Linked DNA regions of Mus musculus: region 1 is linked to region 2. The links are chromatin contacts, called in public promoter capture Hi-C maps. All regions are on one chromosome and are shown on one strand. Each heading gives the region's core, a stretch centred on a gene start, on an enhancer-like site or on the middle of the called end of the contact. The rest is flanking DNA. Distances are from core to core; before and after follow the strand shown. Region 1 has its middle 28 kb from the start of Gm35674. Region 2 holds the start of C1galt1 (core 1 synthase, glycoprotein-N-acetylgalactosamine 3-beta-galactosyltransferase, 1).

Region 1 (5,150 bases), core at 2,270-4,769, 1.0 Mb before region 2:
CATATAGACACACAGAATACATACATACACACATACGCATAAACACATTCACATATGCACATACACTCACACACGTACACATACACTGCTTTGCAGTAAGGTGACAACATTGAAGGTAATAGATTTTCCTTTCTGGCATGTGTTTATGAATTTAGACTTTATAGGAAAATATTACTGTAGTGTGACATTGTTGCCAGGTGATGTGAAGAAACCTCTCTTCACTCCAGATGGGGAAGTGATGAGAGGACTTAAGTACGGGCACCAAGAAAGCCAAACGTGGTGAGTCAGTGAGGTTCACTTCCAGAGAAGCAGAGATAACGCAAGGACAGCTGCTTCACCAGAAACCTACTCCACTCTGGGTGACAGATCATGAAAGCTAGAGTCCTGGATGATACACTAAACAATTTATCACTTTATGGGTTGGAGACTATCTCTCTGGTAGCTCATCAGGATAGCTAGTTGTCTATGCTTAAGGTGCTTAGCTGCTCTCTGCTTCTTCCAAGCAACTTGGCTCACCTGAGGCTCTTCTTAAGCTCAGCTTGTTTGAGGGTGTCTTTCTCAGCAGCTTTTACAGCTTGTCTGTGCTTAGGGAGGCAGGCCCTAGTATATCTAGTCAGTTTTAGGACTTTCCAAGCTTAAAAAGCTTCCCTGCTGGATAGAATATCTCATCTACCCTGTTGTTTCACCTCCTTTCTAGTTTCCTGTGCCTTAACAAGCTTCCCTCCAAAATGGATGGTTTACTCAGATGAAATTGCTACACAACAGTTATTAAGTGAAAAGTTGCTTCAGATATATAGATTGCCAGTTATCATAAAATAAAGATTTTTATGTTGCATTTATTGAGTGTTATCTACCACAATGCATGCATTATTTATATAAATCACTGAAGAGCCTTGACAAGCTTTCAAGGTAGATAGTTCTATTACTTTCATTTGAAACCAAGAAATCTAACTTAAAAGGTTAATTATATTGCCCAAGAACATTTTCCTATTCATTTTTTCATCAGTCTACCAATATTTCTTTCCCAATAAAACATACACAAATTTCCATTTTGGAAAAAAAAATTACTTTGACAAAATGTGCCAGTCATTCTTCAAGGTCCTTTCTTATGACACAACTTGTAACAAAGACAAAAATGGCGATCTGTGTTACGTCTATTTTCTACCTACTATTATACTATTGCAATGAGTCTACTCACATTTAGTAACCTCTGAGAGATAAGATGTTCGTAATGTTTAAGAGTCCCTGAGCTGAACAGATCACTTGAGGTAATCTGCTAAGTGCATCATATACTTCTCTTGACCTCTGATAAGCTTCTGACATACTGACCGGGATCCTGATGGTTCTGGAAGAAACGGGAAAGATGGCTAAAGAGAGAAAGCACGTTAAGCTTCCAAGTTGAAGCTCAAGAATAAGATAAGGAGTTGTATAAACTGACATTGCTTCTCTCTCTCTCTCTCTCTCTCTCTCTCTCTCTCTCTCTCTCTCTCTCTCTCTCTCTCTCTCTCTCCAGATGCATGTACACATATAAGGACATGCATGTGAGGGCCAAAAGTCAACATTAGATATCTTCCTAGGTGGCTTACCAACTTACATTTTTGAGACAAGGTCACTCACTGAACTTGGATCTCACCAAGACTAGACCAGCAAGGCCCAGGCATCCTCCTGTTTCTATTCCTCCGTTCTGAGATTACAGCCCCGTGATCCTTTCCCAGCTTTTTTATGTGGATGCTGGGGATTGAATTCTGGCCTTCATGCTTGTATGATTAAACACTTTACCAACTGGATAGACTGGAACCCACTGTGCAGATCAGGGTGACCTTGAACTCATAGAGCTCTGTCACCTCTGCCTCATTTTTGTATTTCAATTTTTCACCTCTTTGAACATAAATAAGGAGTGTAAAAGTACAGAAATGTTGAGATTTTGTCTGTTGCTATGCATTGTAATGCTAAGTGCTGGTTCCCAAGTCCTGGTTGCCCCAGAGACATAGACCCAAGTGATGCTATGTGACCTTGCCCTCATGGTATTTCTGATTGGTGAATAGAGATGCCTACAGCTTATAGTTGGGAAGTATTGAAATAGGCAGGGCTTGGTGTTCCTGGCCTTGGGGTTGGAGAAGACCATGATGAGAGAGAGAAGAAAGTAGCGAGAGATGAGAATGACACCATGGGTTGGGATTCAAGAAAGCATGTCCATGAGAGCTGGCCCAGATGAAACATAATAAGTAGTAACTCTGGGTTAATGGTAGAAAAGTAGATTGTAATAGAGGGTATATATCTGCCCAGCTCTAGTGCTGATTAAGGCTTATTGTAAGTAATAAAAGTTATGTGTCCTTTATTCAGGAACTGAATGATCAAAGGTGGGGTAGAAGCCCAGATTGAGATTATATATTTTCTACAATACAGAAAGGCAACAGATCTATATGTAAAAGTATATGGATCCTTATATAAATCCTGATGAAGCTTGCAGGATCATTTAGCAAGTTGTCAAATGACCAGAAACCCATCTGAGACCTACAGACCAAGAATCTCTTGGGTAATAGGCCACTGAACAAGGAAGGCAGATTACTTAGAAAATTTTTGATTCTGACGATTTCACATATCCTTCCTTAGCTCCAATCCAATAGTCCTATCTGATAGCTATTGAATAATGGAGTTTAAATTATCTTAGACTCTTATCATAGCTTCAGTGGCCATCTTTCAATGTAGTTCTTCCTCATTCCATTCCTATTATAATTTCTAGTGAAAGAAAAATATCAAAAAGTCATTCAAATTCGTAGACTAAAGATATATCTATACTGACAAAGTAAAGTATTGGATAAAATTCATTACCTTGATAAAGTAATGAGCAGGAACAGTCACTGTGAATAATCGAGCCAAAGGAACTTTTTCTCTCAGTGGTTGCTTACTTTGGGGCTGATTTATCCATGTAATTGCCAACGCTTTTCATTTTATTTTGCCCATGTCAACACAAGGAAGTTTCTGCACTTGATTTTGAAAGCTTCACTATTTCATGTCACGTTAGCAAGTGAGACACACATATCCAAATTCTGGATGGGGTTCTTGTGACAAATGACTTCTACGGTTTGCACGTGTCTCTTCAATGACAGCTGTTGGGAAGAAACGTCACTTCCCAGCTGCATAACTTGACCCTTCTCTCCCTTGTGAATTAGGAGGAATTGAATGTTTAGCTTTAAAGTGGCACTTCACACTCCTCTCATTGAGTAACGTAATCATGCCCAGACAAAAAGGAAAAAGAAAAAAAAATCCATCATTGGCAACTGATGGGGAAAACAGTCCTCTCAATGCAAAGATAATAAGCAGAATGTTCCCCCGGTCTTGTTTCTTAATTCTCCTTATTGTATTTTATTAAATGACGCAGTTTGAAATTAAGGCTCTGGCAACCTTTGTGCCTGCATCTAAGAGCCAAACAGAAACACAGTTAAAAGTGCAGTATAAGCCCCTTCCAAAGGCCATCTGCTTTCTTTCTGTTATGAAACGCTAAAGACAATATTTATACCACAAATATAAGCCTGGATTCTGAAGTTGCTTGGAAGCAGGATTAGTGGAGCATTAGAAAACCTGGTTAGGCTTTGTTAATTAATAACTAATCCAGAGCTGGTCATTGTACTCATTCAATTTTTCAAACTTTTGTTCCTCTGTTCTCTTGAAAAACAGTATTCAAGGTTCTCTGTGTACCAGAAATAGTAGGAATGTATTCCTATTTCCACATAATCAAAGAAGAAAATGATTCTAGCATCTCTATCTTGCCAGTCTAGTTAGGTTGCTGGAAGTACTACCATCAAGTCTATAACAAATTTAAATGTCTGTGCTTTGTGTCTACCAATAAACAACCAGAGAAAAGTGAATACTCATTCCGTATCCTATGCAAAAAAAAAAAAAAAAAAAAAAAAAAAATCTAAATATGATTGTGACTTAGGGGAGAATGTGTTTATCTACTATCAATTTTATTGTTAATTTTCACCTGATAAAACATTTTTCTATTATTTTTACCCTTTCAGAATTGGGAAACTAATGATCGTAGCGTTTCTAAAATGTCATTGTGGGTGTTGGAGAAATGCCTCAATGATTAAGAACATTGACTGCCCCTCAAGAGGAACAATTCCCAGAACACACAAAAACTTCAGTAACTCCAGTTCCAGGGGATCCAGATGCCCTCTTTGGCCTCCAGGGCTACTACATGTATATACATGCACAGATAACATGCAGGCAAAACACCCACACACATAAAATTAAAAATAAAGATCAAAATAAATTTAAAATTACTAAGCACCCAATGTCTTCTTAAACTTCTGTTCTGTTTTCCCCATTCTGATCTAACAATCCCATATACCCATGATCCACAGTGAAATGAGACAGAATCATGGAGATTAATTTTATATAAACAAAGGAAACTGCATTAAGGCTAGCAAGTGTGTTGGAATGGGGATATTTGTTTACACAGAGATTCCAGCCACTCCTAACAAATTCATAACTTATATCAAGAAAAAAATAGTCAGGTGGTGCTAACACATGCCTTTACTTCCAGCACTGGGAGCAGAGGCAGGTGGATCTCTGAGTTTGAGACCAGCCTGGTCTATAGAGTGAGTTCCAGGACAGCAAGAACTACAGAGAGAGAGAGAGAGAGAGAGAGAGAGAGAGATTTAAAAAGCCTAAAATATATAGTGATAACTTAGCAATTAAATAAAAAATAGAAAGAAATCCAATGTTAGAGGCTAGAAAAAAAGGACAGTGTCTTTTAATGATATTTGGAGAAAATTAATTCCTAATAATCTAAAATGCTTGGAATCCATGTGGCTTAGAAGAAATGTATTTACAAGTTATGGCTGTGTTTGAAAAGATTATAAATACATAAACTCAGGAAAACCTCAAGTAATTTGCACACTGAAGTAAAAGAGATATGACTATTTCTGCTACTGGGAAACTTCCAAGTTAAAAAAGTGACTATTGATTTAGGATTGGTAAAGATCCTTTCCCAATCTGTTGGTGGCCTTTTTGCCTTATTGACGGTGTCTTTTGCCTTACAGAAGCTTTGTAATTTTATGAGGTACCATTTGTCGATTCTCCATCTTACAGCACAAGCCATTGCTGTTCTATTCAGGAATTTTTCCCCTGTGCCCATATCTTCG
Region 2 (4,830 bases), core at 1,273-3,772:
ACCTGTCTTCAATACTGCCTATACCGCTTTCCCCACTGGGTTTTAACTTTAGACTCTGCTGTCTCCTTTCACACACCAGGGTCTTGCTGGTCTCTGCTGCAACACCCTGCTCAGGCATCCCTGGCTCGGCTCCTTGCACACTGTTTCTGCTATGTCCTTCACAGGGGTCTTCCCTGGACATCCTACACTGACCTCCAGCTGGCACTCGCAGCCTCATATTTTTTTTTTCACTTCACTTGTTTCCCACCTTAAAGCAAAGCATTCCATCCCCAGTCAAGAGAACTTTGAAAATGTGCATTTCTCACAAGTTCCCTGCTTGCAGAGCTACACAGAGACGATGCCTTGTGATCACAGGGGCAGAGGCTGGGGTGGTGTAAAAGAAAGCAAAGGACACCCTTAGACACAGAGCTTGCAGTAACGGTAGATTCTAGAACCTCTGGAGCAGTGCAGCTTTGCCAGCGTCTCAAATGGGCCGTTGTTGGTAGCCTCAGAAAACTAACATAGCAAACAAGAATGCAAGTGGCCACACGGAGTTCTATATATTTCAATTCATCCATAGTCAAGATGTGCTTCAGCAGACAGCTTTCATTGTAAAAACAGTCAGATTTCCAAATCCAGAGTCTCTTTAATACTGCCTCCCCAGGCCCTTACTACACTTCATACTGCAGGTGCAAGATAATTTGTTTTAAGTTTCTGTTTGGTGTCTCCACCTTCAAATGGGACTCCCTGATTCATAAAGAACAGCTTCCTGTTTCACACCTAACAGGAAAAAAAAAAAAAAAAACAGTTGCAGCTGAGTGACTTACACCGCCCCACCCCCAACACCAGGTGGGGAGTGACATTTCAATTATATGCAAAAAATTAAGTACACTTTATCATTTGTTTCTTATTGGATTGAAAGATAAAAGGCCAACTTCACATTTTATGCAGCAAGTCTTGTTTTCTTTAAGCGAATAAAACCAAAGTATAATGACCAACGTATATATGAATCTCACCACTTGGCATGTTAATTTAAATTTTTAATTTTTAAAAAGACCTTAGTCCCACCAGATTTGGTAATTAAAAACATGTATCTTTCTTTTATTTCAAGCTAGTTGTTAAAATCTCAAAGTCCTTTTAAAATATCTGTACCGAAAAGCCAACTTTTGAATGTAATAGGTAAACAGGAGCATTAAGGTAACAATTTCAATTCACATTTGATTCATAAATAAATTGCAACAAAATTCCAACCACTACTTTCACCAAAGATTTGACTTTATATTATCATGAGTTTATAGTTAAGCTGAATAACACAATTTTCATTTCAGCAAAATCAACACACAAGCAATATACAGCACATACTTTTGAATACAATTAGCCAAACATTAACTCATTATATGTACTTTTAAACTGCTTGATATTAAAGTTATCCACAACTGTAGGCTGATTTTTTTTTTAAGAGCACAATGTAGGGAGAGGGAGTTTAAGTGGGAAATGACCACAAAGCATTTGTAAACTGCTGAGTCCTGAGTAAAAAGATAGAGGAAAACATAAATTTCAAGAAAATCTGAAACACTAAAGTTAGTTGTCCACTAATGCTGACTTTTCAGTGAGTCATACTTGCCTTCCTAAGTCAGTTTTACTGAACATATGGTGAAAAGAGTTAACTGTTTGGTAACTTCAAACCTTATATTCATTTAAACTGGACAAAAATATATACTACAGCTGGCAGAAATGCTATACAATGCTTAGAGCACACAATATCGTGTGCACAAGGCTCGTCTGACATTTATCTGATAAGGAACTGGAAAATTGTACCGTTTATAAATACCTTCTAAAAACTCAAGTTTCCACTTCCAAATCCAAACTTCCACCAGAATCAAACAACTTGTAGTGTGCACAGCATTTTTTTCTTGGCACCAGGCTGAGCTATCTGTGGTCTATCCTCAACTTCCTGCAAATTACCAAACTTCTGTCCCTTCCGCGTTGCCTACTCAGTCTGAAGCACTGAAGTTCTAACTTTGTAACTTTTTAACTCAGAATACATCTTTTGACAGTATGTACTAAAAGGAAATACCGTGAATACAAAGATCTAGATTGGAAAAAAAAAATTTTTTTTCCAGGAAGTAAGGGATCTTAGAATATTCTAAGTCCCACGCCACTAGTAAGAAGTGTGGACAGAGCTCAAAAGCATTAATCCCCGATCCTCACTCTTAAATTAGTTAATTTAGAAGAGTATCTATCTAAAGTCAAAGCACTTTGTTTAACTAGCCAACATCTAGGAAAGCCATCACACTTTGTTACCAAAGGAAAAAGAAAAAACAAAAAACATTTTTTTTTTAAATCCTGCGCGTAGCAAGCCCCCAACACACCTGGCTGGTTCACTCAGTCAACGAAGGGCAGGGAAAGTTCCAACCATAACCGACCAGCTCCAGACAAAGCTGACGGTCCAACGGCGGCGGGCACTCGGGACTGTTGCGGCCGGAAGGTGCCCGCACCTGAGTGCACACAGCTGGCGGGCGCCGGGCGCGCGGAGGCCCGGGGCGGGGCGGCGGGCAGGACCGCTCGGCGCTGGCCCGCCCCGGGCGCCTCGGGCCGGACACGCCGGGCCGCGGAGAGCGCGAGGGTGGCCGCTCGCCCGCCGCCCGAGACACCTGTTTGGCCGCGCCGGCGCGGACGGGGACGCGGACCCGGGCGGCGTTCCCGAACCCTCAGTCGCCCTGCCGCCGGCAGCCGAGCCCCTGGACCCGCAGCCCTCGGGCGCCTCCGCCCGCCGTCCCTGACATCAGCCCCGGCTCCCTCTCGCCCCTCCCGGAGGCGGGGAGGAGGACGACCCCCCACCCGCGACCTTCGCTGCCCTGGCCCGCCGCAGCACGGGCAGGGGCCGCTAGCCTGGGCCGCCCGCGGCCGCCCAGATCATCTCCCGGCGGCGGCGGCGGCGGCGGCGGCCGAGGCGGGCCCGGCGCGCGCTCCTGCCGCTCGCTCCCGCCGCTCGCTCCGCCCCTCCCGACCGCGCGGCCTGGACCACGGCCCGCCTACTGCGCAGCCGCCACCCAGGGGTCTCGGAGATGCTGACGTCCCGGCTGCAGCAGCTGCAGCAGCAGCAGCAGCCCCGGGGAAGGGCGGGGCCTGGGCAGAGTGGGCGGGGACACCGCGACCTGCGGATGCGGGGATTGGCCGCCGGGTGTTTGCCCCGCCCTCCTGCGGAGTGGGCTGGGAAGTCCCGGCTTCCCCGAGCTCAGGGTTTTTTTAGCCCCCTTCTGGTGAGGTTGAGTGTTCTAATTCTCTCAGGAAAGCAGAAAGCGAAATTAGCAGGGAGTACAAGTAAAGAACTGCCTTTTAAACTGTTGTCTGTGGAACAAACCTCAACGTCACGCTGACCTCTAACCCAATCTTAGCCCCCCCCCCCTTTTTTTTTGCCTCTTTTCCTTTCACAGCATTCCTCTATCCTTAATAACAAGAGATTTGGCATAATGAAGAGTGCTCTGTAACCAGATGTGTGCCTCAGAAGAACAGAGAACTCATATAGTGACAACGGACAGAAAGCCTCTTGGAGGAATGTGTGTAATGGCATTTTACTTCTGTTCTGCTATGGCAAATACTTAAGAGTTTTACAAACTCAGCGGGGAGTGGTGGTGCACGCCTAGCACTCGGGAGTTGGAGGCCAGCCTGGTCTAATAAGTGAGTTCCGGGACAGCCAGGGCTATACAGAGAAACCCTGTCTTGAAAAACCAAAAAAAAAAAAAAAAAAAAAAGAGAGAGAGAGAGAGTTTTACAAACTCGTCTGCTCTGCTTTGGCAAAGGTCCTGTGTACCAAGAAGCTATCTTTGTGGCAGCAACGGAAGTGGGTTGCCACCTGGTGAGGCAGCAGGGAGTGGAAGTAAGATCTAGAGACCTTAACCATCATCTGCAAGGCCAGGCCCCCGGATGGAAACACTGTGCCCTGCTTGATAAATGTTCAAACTATGCAGTTCTGAGCACACCACAGCATAGCTATTAAAAGTGAGGGTTTTGGAATAAGACATTTAAGCTTTATCTGAATCCACTTTCTGCCTCTACTATTATAGATGCTAAGTTGTAAAGAACAGGTATATTCTGGTTATGATTGTAGACAAGGAGCTGTGTGTGGTGATTTTTGTTTATTAAGTCGTGAACCAGCCAGATATCACGGCAGGAAACAGAAAGCATATTGGAGACCTAGCCGAACTCGATTTTATATCAGTCACTGAATAGCCCATTCATTCATTAATCCATTAGTCACAAGAAAGAATTGAGCCGTTCATCGTCGTTCATTCGGTAAGTAAGGGGAGAGTCCTAACAAAATCAACACTTTTACTTAGCCTCACCCTCTAACACATGATAATCGAGATCAGAGTCTGGGGAAGAAAAGCCACATTCCAACCATAGTAGGCTGGGATCTAGGTGATGAACCAATTCATTGTGTGTAGTTTTAGGAAGCTACTGAACGGCACCAATAAATCCCCCCCCCTCAAAAAAAATTCTTCCAAAGGAAGTTTAAAACTTGAAACAAAGCTAGGGATTTGAATTCAAAGGTCTCCTTTTCAGATGAGAAAATTGAGGAAAGAATGAGAAACTGATAGGACAGGCCAGAAAAGAAGAACAGGTGAGTGCCCTTTCTCTGGTCCATGGCCCTCCAACTTCTCTCCCAGACATCCTTAGCTCCATCCTTCTCTTTTTCTCAGCTCCTGCTCAGGCTTAACTCCACCACACACAGACAAAAAAAAAAAAATTGCCATGCATAAATGTAAAAGAAAACTGCCTGGAAGTCCAAGTGTTCTAAATATAAAACCAACCTCAGAATTCTATGAGTCCCGAACTCTATTAAGAGTT

Evidence for each region. Promoter capture Hi-C pulls out the DNA fragments that hold promoters and counts their contacts.
Region 1: a contact with region 2 is called in a promoter capture Hi-C map of liver, with 2.3 times the contacts expected there. The contact joins the enhancer-like site here to the promoter of C1galt1 in region 2. A contact is called at or near these places in 6 of 39 promoter capture datasets (the HPC-7 cell line, HPC-7-derived erythroid cells, cranial neural crest and 2 more), 3 of 115 datasets of contacts at active chromatin or transcription factors (embryonic stem cells, large pre-B cells and pro-B cells) and 1 of 9 other capture datasets (embryonic stem cells).

What each region holds. Positions count from the first base shown.
Region 1 is chr6:8,862,435-8,867,584 of GRCm38.p6, reverse strand. No RefSeq gene overlaps it. Among named protein-coding and RNA genes, the nearest start is that of Gm35674, 28 kb to the left of the region's middle. Within about 2 kb of position 3,519, at least 7 of the 459 cell types and tissues checked have an H3K27ac peak or open chromatin away from gene starts, as enhancers often do. A contact at or near this core is called in liver, where this site is marked.
Region 2 is chr6:7,842,916-7,847,745 of GRCm38.p6, reverse strand. It overlaps C1galt1 (core 1 synthase, glycoprotein-N-acetylgalactosamine 3-beta-galactosyltransferase, 1), which reads right to left and starts at 2,522. Exons shown (of 4, transcript NM_052993.3): 1 at 2,352-2,522.